Regions from separate parts of the Mustela erminea genome. Here region 2 is linked to region 1. Evidence: chromatin contacts called from public Hi-C data. All regions are on one chromosome and are shown on one strand. The core of a region is the stretch at or near the end of the contact, and the rest is flanking DNA. Distances in the headings are between cores, read along the strand shown. Region 1 holds the start of WDR75 (WD repeat-containing protein 75). Region 2 holds the start of HIBCH (3-hydroxyisobutyryl-CoA hydrolase, mitochondrial).

Region 1 (6,817 bases), core at 1,464-3,963:
CTCGCTGGAAGGGTGCATGCTGCCTCTGTAACACCTTGTTGCAAAATAAATACTGAGCACAATTTTTGCTTTTCTTTTTTCTTTGTAAAAATGAAGTGGCATAATACAAACTTCTGAAAAGCAAGGGATATCTGTATTTTTCTAATTATAACCTGGAAAGTCTCCCAGCCAAAATCAATTCATAATCTCCTCGGAACAACAAAGCCAATACTAAAATATCAATTATGAATCATTTGACACCTGTAGATGATTGTTGGGGTTGAGTTGGATTCCGGTCACCAGATTTCTGTGTCCTTGCAATATGTGTACACATTCTTCTGTAGCTGTGCTATGAACTTTAACAAAGTCTCCAGAGACACAGAAGATATACCTGCAAATAAGAAAAAATTAAGCTTCATATATTCTGCAGAAAGCATCATCTTTTTTTATAGCCCATGAGAAAAATTTTAACTTGCAACAGAGGTTTCTTTTAGAACAAGTTTCAAGAACTCTATATTAAAAACTGTGTGGCATGTATTAAGTCTACGCCACCACTCTGACAGCATCGTCCCATGTCCCTCACTCTCCCTGATCACTGGCGACACCACCTCATAAACGCTAAGTCGGAGCTCTGTCCAGGTGGCAAGGCCTCTTTTGCAGCAGAGTACAAAGACGATGCGACAGTTCTCGTTGCTAAACTGTTGGTTTTGCTTTTTGGATCTGCGGCAGAAGTTACTAAATTACTAAAAGTAGTTAAGTGGGGGGCAATGTTTACTCGACAGTTTTCATTATGGATACAGTCTCAGAACAAAGCTCAGAGGTACAAATCTTCTAGTTTCTACAAAGAAAAAAGATGTTTGTTGTGTGCCCATTTCGACTAAACCCTGTACCTGCGTGACGGGCACCGTGGAAGGTACAAACCGCAGAATTCCTGGGCTACATCTCTGCTCTGTGCTCCCCAGTGCCCTGTACGGGACTTGGCCCTAGTACTGCCCGCGTCGGGCCGAAATTCCTTCTCTTACAGACACAGACATCTGGACGCATCTGCCGAAAGTTCGGACAGGGCAAAGGCCTTCCCGGGTCTCGGATTCCCAATGTCCAATCTAGTTTGAACAGAATCACCGATCCTCAAAGACGCAGTAAACGCGGTGGATGAACCAGTAAGAAAGCGTCACAGGAGGAGGAACGGGTGCGTCTGGCATTGCTGTGCGGGTCCCCATCGTCCGGTTTGATCGGCTCTCAGACACCTGCTCTCAGACGCGTTCACCTCGGAAGCAGGACGGGCCGGCGGCCGCAGGCGGGAGACGCAACAGATTAAGGACGTCCGAGGTATGCGGTTCCCCTTGGGCTGCAGCCGCCTCTTCGCTCCCCGGAGGACCTTAATCCCGCTCGGCATCCGCAGCCCGGAGTCGTCTCCCGGCGCGGCCCCTGCCTTCGTCTTGCCCCGTCGTGCCAGGTTGGTCCCGCCGGCCGGGCCGCACCACCTCCTCAGAGGCGACGCTGTGACAGCTGGTGCGTGTCCCCCGCCCTGAGGACACGGTCTAAACTTGAGACTTGGCGGCGCTCTGGGCCGGTCTGCCCGGAGGCGCCGCTGCCGTCCCGCGAGCCCCTCCGGGAAACGCACGCGGTTCGGGAGCCGCCGCCGCGCAGCCTCCCGCCGCGGATCAGCACCGCGTCCGGGGACGCTCAGGGCGGCGCGGGGCCGGGCGAGGACACGTGCGGAGGCGTCTCCCGGCGCGCGACGCGGGGCGAGGACCCGGGGGCGCCGCGCGGGCACAGGGGAGGCCGCCGGGCCCGGTCCGTTCGGCTCCAGCGCGGCGAGGCCAGCCCCGGAGGCACCGCTCGGCGACTCTCGCCCAGCCCTGAGCACCGCGCCGTGCGGGGCACGAGCCCCCCGGCGGCCGCCCGCACTCCTCCGGGGTGGAAGGCGCCTCCACCGGCGGAAGCGCGCGGGATCCCCTCCGCCCCCGCGCCCGCCAGACGCCGCCGGCAGGGACCGCGGGGACCCGGAGGCTGTGCGGCCGCGCCGCCGACCGCGCCCCGCCCCCAGCGGCCCCGCGAGACGACAGAACGCGGCTCCCGCACACAGCCCGGGCCACCGAGGAGCGAGAAGCCGCGCGGGGAACGCAGCGAGCGCCCGGCACGGGCGGGTCCCCGCGGCCGCGAGACCGGAGCTCCGGGCCGGCGCGGGGCCGCGTCAGACACGCCGGGCGCGGGCGAGACGCGAATCTGAGCCCCGCAACTCGAGGCCCCGCTCTTCCCGACGGGGGACGCTCCTCGGGGCGCGCAGGGGCAGCGGCGGGCGGAGCCTGCGCCCGGGCTTCCGCGCCGCGCGGGGACACGCGGGCCCGCCCGGCCCTCGCTCCGCCGCCGAAGCCGCGGCCCCGGGGGCAGCGCCCCGCCGGCCGCCGCCGCGCCAGGAGCGACCCTCGGCGCCGCCCCCTCCGCGCGCCCCGGGGCTCCCGCACGCGCGATTCCCGGAGCCCACGGCGCGTCTGCGAGCCCGGACCGGCCGGACCGCCCCCCAGCCCCCGCCCCGCCCCGGCGACTCACGCCCCCCAGCCCGGTCCCGACGCGCCGCGGCCGCGTACTTAGAATCCGCAGAAAACACCGCCCGCCTGAAGTTCAACTCGCTGCCGCCACAGCGCACCACGCGCACACTCTCCGCCGCCACCATCTTCGCGCAGGCGCAGGGCCTCCGGCTCGCGGGCCCGCCCCGGACGGCCTCCGGCGCGCGAGTCTCCGCCCACAGAGCCCGAGCGGGGGCTCCTCTAGGCTTCCGTCTCGGTGGTAAGACCCAGCCGCCATCTTTGGTGTGGGCGACGTTAACGTCGGACACGTGTGGAAAAGGTGGAAGCGAAACGGAGACACAGAGGCGCTCCGTTTAGGTTAGACGCCGCTGAGCGCGTACTTAGTGCAAGGAAGCGTCTCCCGGCTCTGTCCATTTGCTTCTGTAACTTCTTCCGCCAGGAGGGAAGGGCGGCCGCGGGCTACCACGTGACCGCCCGCCGGCCCTCCCCGCCCAGCCAGGGGCCGCTCCCGCGCTGTGATTCGGCGCCGCGGGCTGACGCGGGCGCTCGGCCTTCTCGGGGCCGCCGCCGCGCTCCTGGGGAAGGGCCGCTGCCCGCTGCCCGCTGCCCGCGCGCCTGCTCGTCCCGCCGCCTCCTCGCGCGCCGCCGAGCGTGGCGCCGGTGCCCGTAGCCTCCACAGCTCCGAGGGTGGGCGCCGGCCGCCTGCCCCGCGACTCGGGTCGTTGAGGGATTCCGCGGAGCCGCTCGGACCGACCCGCCGCTCCCTCCGACCTTTTCGTCCTCGACCCTTTCGTCGGGCTCCTCGGCGCCGGCTGCGTGGGCTTCGGCTTCCCCGTGGGTCGGCGGCGGGGCCCTCGCGGGTCCGTCCCCGCTCCTTCCCGTGCGGCCGCGGCCGGGCTTCGGGTCCCCGCCCGTCCGGCCACCGCGCGCCGGGCCCGACGGGCCTCTGCGTCCCGCGACGGCTGCGGCTCGGCGGTGGGGGGAGCGGGTGCGCCCTGCGCGCGGCACTTCCCGCTGTGTGACGCGTGCGCGGCCCCCGGTGTCCCCGCGGTGACCGGGCGGGAGCCAGCGGGGGAGCGCGGATGTCTGAGGGGCTGAGGTGTGACCCGGCGAGTTCGTGCGCGTCAGCGCCGCGCGGTGACGTGAGGTAAAGTCGCGCGTCAGCAGCTTTTCAGGAGCCGTTGCGGCGCGGCCGTCGGGTCGGAGCGGCCGCGGCCCGGAGACTTCGCCGTCGACGCCGAGCGCGTTTTCCGGCTGCGCCCGTCACTGCGCCTTGTTCCCGGTCCGGCCGCGCGTCCCTCCCTGTGCCGCGGCCGCCGCGCTTCGGCGGCGCCCGGCGCCGTGTCCGTCGGGGCGACGCCGCGGAGCTGGCCGAGTCCTCGTCTCCAAGGAGGACGCCGGCTCGTTGGCGCTGCCGAGGCGGCCGGCGGGGCACGGCTCGCTGCGGTCGCTGCAGAGGCCGCGGGACTCCAGCGCCGTCCGGACGGATCGCCCCGTTGTGTCTGCGGGGACGTCCGTGGAGTCGAGACGAGTTCCGGGGACACCGGGCGGACGACTCTCGGCAGCCGGGACCGGAAGGCCCGTCGCCGCGTGTTGAGGCTCGGGTGTGGGGACGACCCACGAAGACGAGGCCTGCCGACGGGCGGCCTCTCGAGGACCCGTCGCAGCGGGAAGGACCGCTGACGCGGCGTCCGGCCCGCGTGGCCTTGAGCCGGCGGCGAGCAGCGGCCGGAGGGCGGCGGGAGCGGCGCGGCCCCGTCGGGATGCGGCCTGGAACGCGCCGCCTCGGGGAGGAGGACGACGACCTTCAGTCCCGAGGCCGAGGGCTTCGCTGCTCCCGGCCTTGGTGCGGGGACGCGCGGCGCGCCGCAGGGGCCGCAGGCTCGGGTGCGCGCGCGGCCGTCGGGAGCGTTTGCGGCACCAGGAGGGCGAGGCGGAGGGGAAGGCGGCGGGTGCTGCCTGCGGGGGCGGGCGCGGGGTCGGACGCGTCCCGGGCCTTCCGCCGACGGAGCCGGGCCAGGCGGCTCCTCTGTGAGGGCGAAGCCCCCGCGATCTCCCCGCCCTCCTCCGGCGTCGTGCGGGAAGGTCCTTCCAGGGCGATCGTGACCTCGGGTAGCACCGGAAACCCTTCTGGCCACGTTCACCCTTCCAGGGTCTCGTCTCCGGGCTGAAATCCGTTTTGTCCGGAGTCCCCGGAGGAACAGACCAGTAGGACCTAGTATGTAGGACCGATGGCGGCCGACGTCTGCTTTAAAGGGACGGGGATGGGCGCGCGCAGTTCCGGCGGCGGGAAGGGCCCACCGTCTGCAGGGGACACCCGGAGGCCGGTGCTCCGCGGCGGCTTGCGCGGGAAGGGGATGCGGTCAGGCTGGTCCGTGCAGGGGAAGACCAGTGCGGAGGCCCGCAGGCCGGTCCAGAGCAGCGCATCCTTCATTCCGACTCTCCTCGCAGGTCCGTAACGGGCCCCGAATGCTGCCCGCACCGGGCAGTCCGCGACTCCGTCCACTCCAATGCCGGGGCCGTCTCGAAATCCTGCCTCAGACTACCCGAGAAGGAAGGTTCAGCCGAATATCGGGGAATCAACCCGATGACGCAGTTGAGTTGACGCATGAAATTAGCCATAAACCGGCAATTACTGATTGGTTCTTTGTCCCTACAGTTTTGCCTTTTCCAGACACTCAAACAGCGTCATCTAGTACCCGGCTTTCGAGTCTGGCTTCTTTCATTCCTTTTCATTTCTGGTGATGCACAGACCTGTACCCCTGGGCCTAGTAATGCATTATATGTTTATAAAAAAATTTTTAAAAAATTATTAAAAGAAAAGACAACTGCTACTCATACACACAACCGTCTGGATATTCTTCAAAGCATTATGCTAAAATGTGATACACAGTGTTATTCCACTTATATGACGTTCTCAAAAAGACTGATGTGTAATAAAAGACGAGACTGGGAAAAAATAATAATTACAAAAATACATGAGTAGCTAAGCAATAAATACAGGTCCCAAACTTCAAAAAAAAAAAAAAGTTATGCTGACTCTTGGTTTAGGAGGTAGGAAGGAAGTATGGAGGGTGTCCATGAAAGGAAATACACATAATATTATTTTAATTTTTACAGATTGAAGACATACTGGGGAGTACCACTATAAAAGAGAACTTTTGTTGTTATACGTTGTTTTTCTCATTATAAAAGTGGCATCTCAAAATTTAAAAATTCTAGTTGAACTCTCAGATCTCAGTTTGAGAGACTAGGCAATAGAGCATAACTCCTTAAAGCTAAAAAGACTGAAGATTTTGTACAGCTATGCAAAAAAGTCCTTAGGTAGATCCTGAAGGATCCCCCCAAAATGTAATTATGCAAAAGACTATACTTTTAAGTACCTGGTGTTAATAAATACTTTATGCTAATTATATCCCCAAAGAATATTCTAGTTACTGATACCAATCTCTTGCTAAATTCTCATTACTATTTATAAACAAGTAGTTAACCTTAGCTATACATAGGAAGTACCTGGAGTGTTTTAGAAAATAACGAAACTTGGTCCAACCCCTGGAGATTCTGTTGTAGTTGCTCTGCAGTGTCACATGGGTATCAGAGTTGTTGGGTTTTTTAAAAAATTGTGGTAACATACACATAACAAAAGTTTTTATTAGTGACATTTAATATATTCACAATGTTATGCAACCATCACTGTATCTATCAAAAACATTTTTGTCGCTCCAAAAGAAAATCCTTTACCATTAAGCACTCACTACGTATCCTCCTTCAAGTGCTAGTGTATAAAAATAAAACTGAGGGATGCCTGGGTGGCTCAGTTGGTTGGACGACTGCCTTCGGCTCAGGTCATGATCCCGGAATCCTGGGATCGAGTCCCGCATCAGGCTCCCAGCTCCATGGGGAGTCTGCTTCTCCCTCTGACCTTCTCCTCGCTCATGCTCTCTCTCACTGTCTCTCTCTCAAATACATAAATAAAAAACTTTAAAAAAAATAAAACTGATTTTTGTGTGTTGATATTATATCCTGCAACTTTGATGAATTCATTTATAGCTCTAATAGTTTTTTGTTCTGTATCCTTTAGGATTTTTTTTTTAATTTATCAGATTATGTCATCTATGAATATTTACTTCTTTTCCAGTTTGGATATTTTTTGTTTCTTTCTCTAATTAATCTGACTAGAATTTCTAGTTCTAATATACCTAGATCGAATAGTTCTAGATCTAATAGATTTGACTAGAACTAGAGGTTCCAGTGGACATCCTTGTTTTGTTCCTGATCTAAGGGGGAAGGTTTTCAGTCTTTCACTA
Region 2 (6,817 bases), core at 3,078-5,577, 820 kb before region 1:
TTTATTTGACAGAGAGAGATCACAAGTAGGCAGAGAGGCAGGCAGAGAGAGAGAGAGAGAGAGAAGCAGGCTCCCTGCTGAGCAGAGAGCCCGACGCGGGACTCGATCCCAGGACCCCGAGATCATGACCTGAGCCGAAGGCAGCGGCTTAACCCACTGAGCCACACAGGCGCCCCTCCCAACAGGTTTTTTGAAGAATTCAGACAACCTAGAAGATACAGTTTCTATCCTGAAGGAATGTATAATTTGAGAGAAAAAATTAGCATTCAACAAATAAGTAAGCAAGAAATGAGTGATCATCTATGATGCTGATTAAAAGTATAACTCAAATTCAGGGAAAAAAAAAAAAAAGCCCAGTTCAGGTTAGAATAAGAGACTATTGCAGGAAATAAGACTTAAGACAGGTCTTAAGGATGGAAAACTTTTAGAAGAGGATAAAATAACAGCTTTCATGGCCTGTGGAATCACATGAGCCCAGGCACAGAGGCAGCAAATCAACACTATGGCCTTGGGGACATCCAGAAGAGATTATGACAGGACTGAAGAGGGCAGGTTACACAGGAAATGAATTTGGATAGTTAAGGTGGATTCTTGTTTCTGTTGCCTCAAAAGTCAGTCAGTTTGAACTCAATGTTATAGACCATCACTGTTCACTAATAATGCCACACATGTAATTGAAAACTTTTTATGCCACACTAAAAAAGTAGAAACAGGTGAAGGTCATTTTAATAATATATTTTCCCTAATCCAATATGTCTGGAATATTACCATTTTGACATGTAACCAATATTAAAAATGTTTTTTACCCCTCCAGTTACTAAATTTAAATCAAGGAAAAATTGAGTTCCTCAGTAGCATGGACCACAGTTCAAGTGTTCAGTAGCCACATGTGTCCAGTATTAGACTACACAGCTAGAGACAATTGTGAGATGACTTAGCAGCTGAAACATGGTACAGGGAGGATTTGTTGTCAGTGAAATGCACAGTGAATCGAAGGATGTGATGCTTGTGGGAGAAGAGAGAAGTTAGATCTGAATGTTTTACATGGGTACCAGAATCGTGGCACTGGGGCATTAAGAGGATAGGGCAAATCTGAGAGATACTTCTAAGAAATAGCTGATGACTGGCTGGGAATGAGAAAAGAAAATACAAATTCAAGAGCAGTAACCAGCTTCCAAACAGGTCTCAATGAGCCCAGCCGCCTGGTATTCTCACCCTGCTGCAGTCCCCTCCCCCACTGCACCAGGTGTGGTATGTGTGACCAGCAGAACGAGGAGGTAGTGATGGTAGGTGACTTCCAAGATTGGGTTATGAAAGATACTATGGCTTCTCTTGAGTGGTTCTCTCTCTTGGATCACACACTCTGTAGACACAGAGCCACTACTCTGTGACAGCTCCGTGGAGAGGACCACGTGGAGAGGAGCTGAAGCTTGCCAACGAGCTCATGAGTGAGTCTGGAAAGGGGTCCTCCTGTCCGGTTGAGCATTCAGATGACTGCAGTCCCACCAGGACTGCAACCTCAGGAGAGACTCAGCCACAACCACTTCTCAGCCTCTCTCTGGTTCCCATGTTTCCGAGTCTGAAAGAGATAATGAATGTTTGTTATTTTAAGTTGCTGAATCTTGAGGCAATTTGTAACAGCATTAGATGATGACTACGTCAAACAACAATAAAAAGATAACCTCATTTAAAATAGGCAAAAGAACTGAATAGCCACTTTACCAAAGCAGATAATGAACACAAAAAAAGATGCTCAATATTATTAGACACCAGGGAAATGCAAATTAAAACCACAGTGAGCTAACACATACATCAGAAGGCTAAGATTAAAGACAGCACAAAAAGTTGATGAGGATGTGGAGCAACCAGAATTCTTTGATTTTAAAACTGTGATATGGTTCACATACCATACAGTTCACCCATTTAAAGTACACAATTCAATGGTTTTAGTATAGAGCAACCATCACCAGAATACATTTAAAAATATTTGTATTACTCCAGAAGGAAACCCAGTACCTCCTAGCTGGCATCCTCCAGCTGTTCTACGACCCCTTCTAAACCCTAGTCTACTTTCTGTCTCTATGCATCTGCTTATTCCGGACACTCATATTAATGAACTTGTGATCATTTGTCCTTGGTTCCTTTCACTTAGCACAGCGTTTTCAGGGTTCATCTATGTTGTAGCACATCATGACCTGAGCTGAAGGCAAATGTTAACCGATGGAGCCACCCAGGTGCCCCAGATGTATTACTTTTTAAAAATCCAGCAGTTGATACACATTTGAATTATTTCCACTCTTTGGTTATTATGAGTAGCTGTAAACACTTGTGTGGCACACTTTCGTTTCCTTTGGGTATATTCATAGGAGTGAGATTACTAGGCCAAAGGTCACTCTATATTTAACCAATTGAGGGATTGCCAGATTTTTTCCAAAATGGCCATAAAATTTTATATTCCCACTGATCATGTATGAAGACTCTCATTTTTCTACATCTCCCCCAACACTTGTTATTTTCTGTCTTTTTGATTATAACCATCTTAGTGGGTATGAAGTCATTATCTCATTATGGTTTTGATTTATACTTCCTTGTTGGCTAATCATATTGAGAATCTTTTCATATGATTATTGATCACTGGTAGATCTTCTTTGGAGAACTGCCTATTCAGATTCATTGCTCACTTTGGAATGATTTTTTAAATTATTATTAAGTTGTAACAGTTCTTTATATATTCTAGCTACAAAATCTGTATTAAATGTATCATTTGGAATTTTTTTTCCTATTCTGTGGGCTGTCTGCAACTAGAATTCTTAGTCCAAAATGATATGAACACTTTTGAAAAACATCTTGGATTACGTAATTTGCCTAAGGTCACAAAACTATTAGCATGCTAGGGACAGGATGTGACTGACTACATAATCTGTAGGCCCACCTATGGCGAAAAGAAAATGTGAGACATCTTGTTAAAAAACTGTTAAAAGTAGGACATTAAACTAAGACAGGGCCTTTCTAAGCATGGGGCTTTGTGAGGTGCAGGTCACATGAACATGAAGCTTCAGGAACAGGAAAGGTTTGAATCTTGGGTTAACAGGAAAGCTCATGCTTTCCAATAAACCGTACTGGGTTGAATGATCTGTTCATTTTGGGGGCACATTGAATGAGACATGATGGCCATGTCAGATGCTGATATCAGATATTGATGTTCCAGAGCAGGTTAAAAAAGGAATTACAGGTCAGGAGTTCCTTCCGTGAAGCCCGTGTGTCTTCTGCTCAGTGGGCATTTGGTAATTATATTTGACCTAAGTGAGAAAAATAATTTTTCATAAAGTCTTGATAGTATCTTCTTAAATGTTAACTAGCTAAGACGAATTCCTTTAACTTTCCTCCCTCTGAAATTCTTCACTGAATTCCTTTTTTCTGACTAACGTGTCAATACTTACGTGGTGATGAAATGTTTGGGGCTGGACATCTGGGTGTATCTGGATACAGAGAAACGTTCTTCTGAATCGACTTAACAGTGAATCCTAATGGATAAGGTAAACTTTGATTTCATTTAAGAGTAAGCTACTTTCTGAATATAATTATGCTTTCGCTGATAACAGTAACTTTCAGTTTTGTTGGTCAAGATGTGTCTATCACCTCTTAATAAGACAAATTTTTGTCTGCCGTTGAGGAAGACTGGGGATCTATAGCTTCGCCAAAAAACTTGACATGTGCCAGTCCTAATGTTAAAGCTTCTGCTTGGTAAGGCTGGGATTTCATAAACTACACCAGGATCCTATTATCAAGTGTGTATTTCATCTGATTCTCAAAGAAGAGAATACTAAATGTTTATTTTTCGTTAAAAAAAATCTTAAAATTCGAGCAAAGTCTTTCATGCCAATGCCTGCTGGTCGGGTCTAGCCCAACAGAGCCTCTAGGGAACAAAAAATATATATTTTTCCTTTTTTAAAGATTTATTTGATAGAGGGGTGAGGGGCAGAGGGAGGGTCTCCAGAGCACCCCCCCACTGAGAGGTGAGCCCAACATGGGGCTGGAACCCTGATCCCGAGATCCGGATCGCAGCCAAAGCCGAGCAGAGTCCCATGTGTAACACACCGAGCCGCCCGGGGCAGCAGCCGAGAGCGACCTCTTCCCTCCCAGTCCTCCAGGCTCGGGTCCAGGCCGCTCCTTCCGCCCGGCCCCACCCTGTCCCCGCCTTCGCCAAAGCCCCGCCCCCTAACCAAGCCCCACCTCCATCCTCTTCCCCCGCCCTCCCCCCATTTCCGCCCGCAGCTGTTCTCGCCCCGCCCCTCTGCGTCGCGCCGCCAGTGAGGGGGCGGGGCGGAAAGCCCGTCGCGGGCCCCTCTGGCCGCCTGGAGGACCCGTCCTCTGTGTCCCGCGGCGCAGGGCGGAGCCGGGCGGCGGTGGGCGGGTCTGATGGGAGACCACGCGAGATCGCGAGATCCCGCGGGGCAACGCCCCCTGCCACCTTCCGCGCGCGGGTTCCTGAGCCATGGGGTCGCCGACGTGGAGGCTCGTGTCCGGGTGAGCGAGCGAGCGAGCGGCCTAGCGCGGGCTCCCGGCTGTCGCCGAGGGACAGAGGGTCGCGCGCCGCGGGGGCGGCCCGGCCTCGACGTCCCCGGCGGCCGTCGGGGGCACGACTCGGACCCGGGCGCACGCCCCGCCGCGCCCCGCCCCGCGCTCCCTCGGCCTCGCCCGCCCCGCCTCTTCCTTCGCGGCGCGGTGCGGGGCGGTGCGGGGCGGTGCTTCGGCGTGCGGGGCTGCGGGGCTGCGGGGCTGCGGCGTGCGGGGCTGCGGCGTGCGGGGCGTGCGCGGCCGGTTCTGGCCGGCTTCTCCGGCGGGGGCCCCGGGGTGGTGTGCGCGGAGGTCGGGCGTCTGCGCTGCGGGGACACTGCTGAGCCGCCTCGGACTCCTGCGGACCCTGTGTCCCTGCGCGCTCTGGCCCTGCCGCGTGTGGCTCCGCTCGTTCGTACGTGTCGCGGCGCCCCGGCAGCTCCCGGCGTCCTGGGGAGCCGTCCCAGGTCAAGACAGCTCTCGGGTTCTCTGGGCGCGTCTGTCCCGGGCGCGAGTCCCCGCCGCCTGCACGGGTCGTCCGCCGCTCCGCTGCCGGTTTGCACCGGTGTGACCCGCACCCGTCGGGGCTTGCGGCGCACCCAGTGTGACCCGCACCCGTCGGGGCTTGCGGCGCACCCAGTGTGACCCGCACCCGTCGGGGCTTGCGGCGCACCCAGTGTGACCCGCACCCGTCGGGGCTTGCGGCGCACCCGAGTGTGACCCGCACCCGTCGGGGCTTGCGGCGTCTCGGAGTTGTTCTAGGTGTTTGAAGTTCTCCGACTTCTGCCGCGCTCGCAGCCTCCGCCTGGGACCCTTCCTGCTGGTTCCGATTTCCCAGCTGTTCCTCTTGCAGAAACTTGACTCGTGGACTTCTAGCTTCTGCCTGTGCCTGCCGGTGGTCTTGCTGAAGTCCTTTTGCTAAGAAGTTCTTAGAGGTGTCCGCCTACTTACGGAATTAATAAGAATTCCCTAGTCCTGCTTCAAAGATTTGACCCGACTTTGCTTCATGGATTCTGTACCGCTTAGGGTTATATTCTAGCTTCTGGGAGTTCTAGACACTTCCCTGACCCTGCAGCCAACCTGGGCTACTTGCTACTGTTTCTCATAAAGACTTTTGAAGTCCCAAAAGAAAGCAGACGAGAAACCAGTATTTAAACAAAGGTAATACTTAGTTGCAGACTCGCGATAAGTGTCCTGAAGGGAAGATACAAGGATGAGAGAGATTTGGAAGTGAAAGCGGGGGAGGCTCTTCCAAGAGCTTGATCTTTCCAGTGGCCCACGGTACTCCCGGCTTTCGGCATCGGCCCTGTGCTCTGCGCAACGGCATTGTTTCGGCGCTTGCTCCTGGAGCTGTCTCCTCTTCTACATTGTTGTTTCCCCGGGCTCAGTATTAGATTCTCTCACATTTTGTTCTGGGTTAGGAGTCACGGACCCGAAGGCAGAGGCTGGGAAGGAAGCATTGAGTAATGCTGGCTACACATCAGCAGGGTCGGGCCTAGTAGGGAACCTGTGAGTTAGAGAAAGTGTCTGTCGCAGGAGGCTGGCTTCTCATCCCGGGCAGGCCATGTTGCCATTGTAGAATGGAGACCCAAGCTTTCTGTAACTGTTTTTTTATGGGAAACAATTTTTTGGTGAATCTCTTGATTTTAAATGTCTAGTTTTAAAACACTGCTGACCAGACAAAACACATTAGTAGACCCGGGCAGCATTCAGGCCACTGGTTTTCAGCTACAGCTGTCTCATTCCTCAAGGGCGGGTGAGACGTTCTTACACCTCAGCGGTTATCTTTGTGCCTGACTTTGTGACCTAGCTTCGGTCCTGACTTCTCTGTCAAACTCCGGTCTCTCCACTTGCTGTTGAATGTTTCCGTTTATGTCAACACAGTCTCAAGAAACTGAAAATGGACTTCATATTTCATTCTACAGACCAGCTCGTTTCCTGGCCAGCCTTTTCAGTACCTGTAGTCACTTAGCTATCCAAGCTTGACCTCTTATAATTGTTTTTAGCGAGTTTTTTTTTCCTTTCCGTTGAGTTTGAACTTCATAATGTCTCCTAAGAAATCATTCCTGTGTTTCTACAGCTGCTGTTCATCAGTTCATGCCTGAATTTCTTGGTCTTGGGCTTGATTTTCTGTTCTATTCACCTTCTACCTTGCCTACTTCAGCTATAATCTTCATTAAGCACTATTTTTTAAAAAAAGATTTTTATTTATTTGACAGAGATCACAAGTAGGCAGAGAGGTAGGCAGAGAGAGAAGGAA

What was found. Hi-C and Micro-C count contacts between places; a contact is called where the count stands out from the background.
Region 2: a Hi-C map of spleen shows a contact between it and region 1, with 12 times the contacts expected there. The contact joins the promoter of HIBCH here to the promoter of WDR75 in region 1. A contact is called at or near these places in 2 of 3 Hi-C or Micro-C datasets (skeletal muscle and spleen).

The regions. Positions count from the first base shown.
Region 1 is chr8:2,229,289-2,236,105 of mMusErm1.Pri, reverse strand. It overlaps WDR75 (WD repeat-containing protein 75), which reads right to left and starts at 2,713. Exons shown (of 21, transcript XM_032354140.1): 1 at 2,571-2,713; 2 at 241-370. The coding sequence starts at 2,656.
Region 2 is chr8:3,047,301-3,054,117 of mMusErm1.Pri, reverse strand. HIBCH (3-hydroxyisobutyryl-CoA hydrolase, mitochondrial) reads left to right here and starts at 4,327. Exons shown (of 13, transcript XM_032354176.1): 1 at 4,327-4,527. The coding sequence starts at 4,420.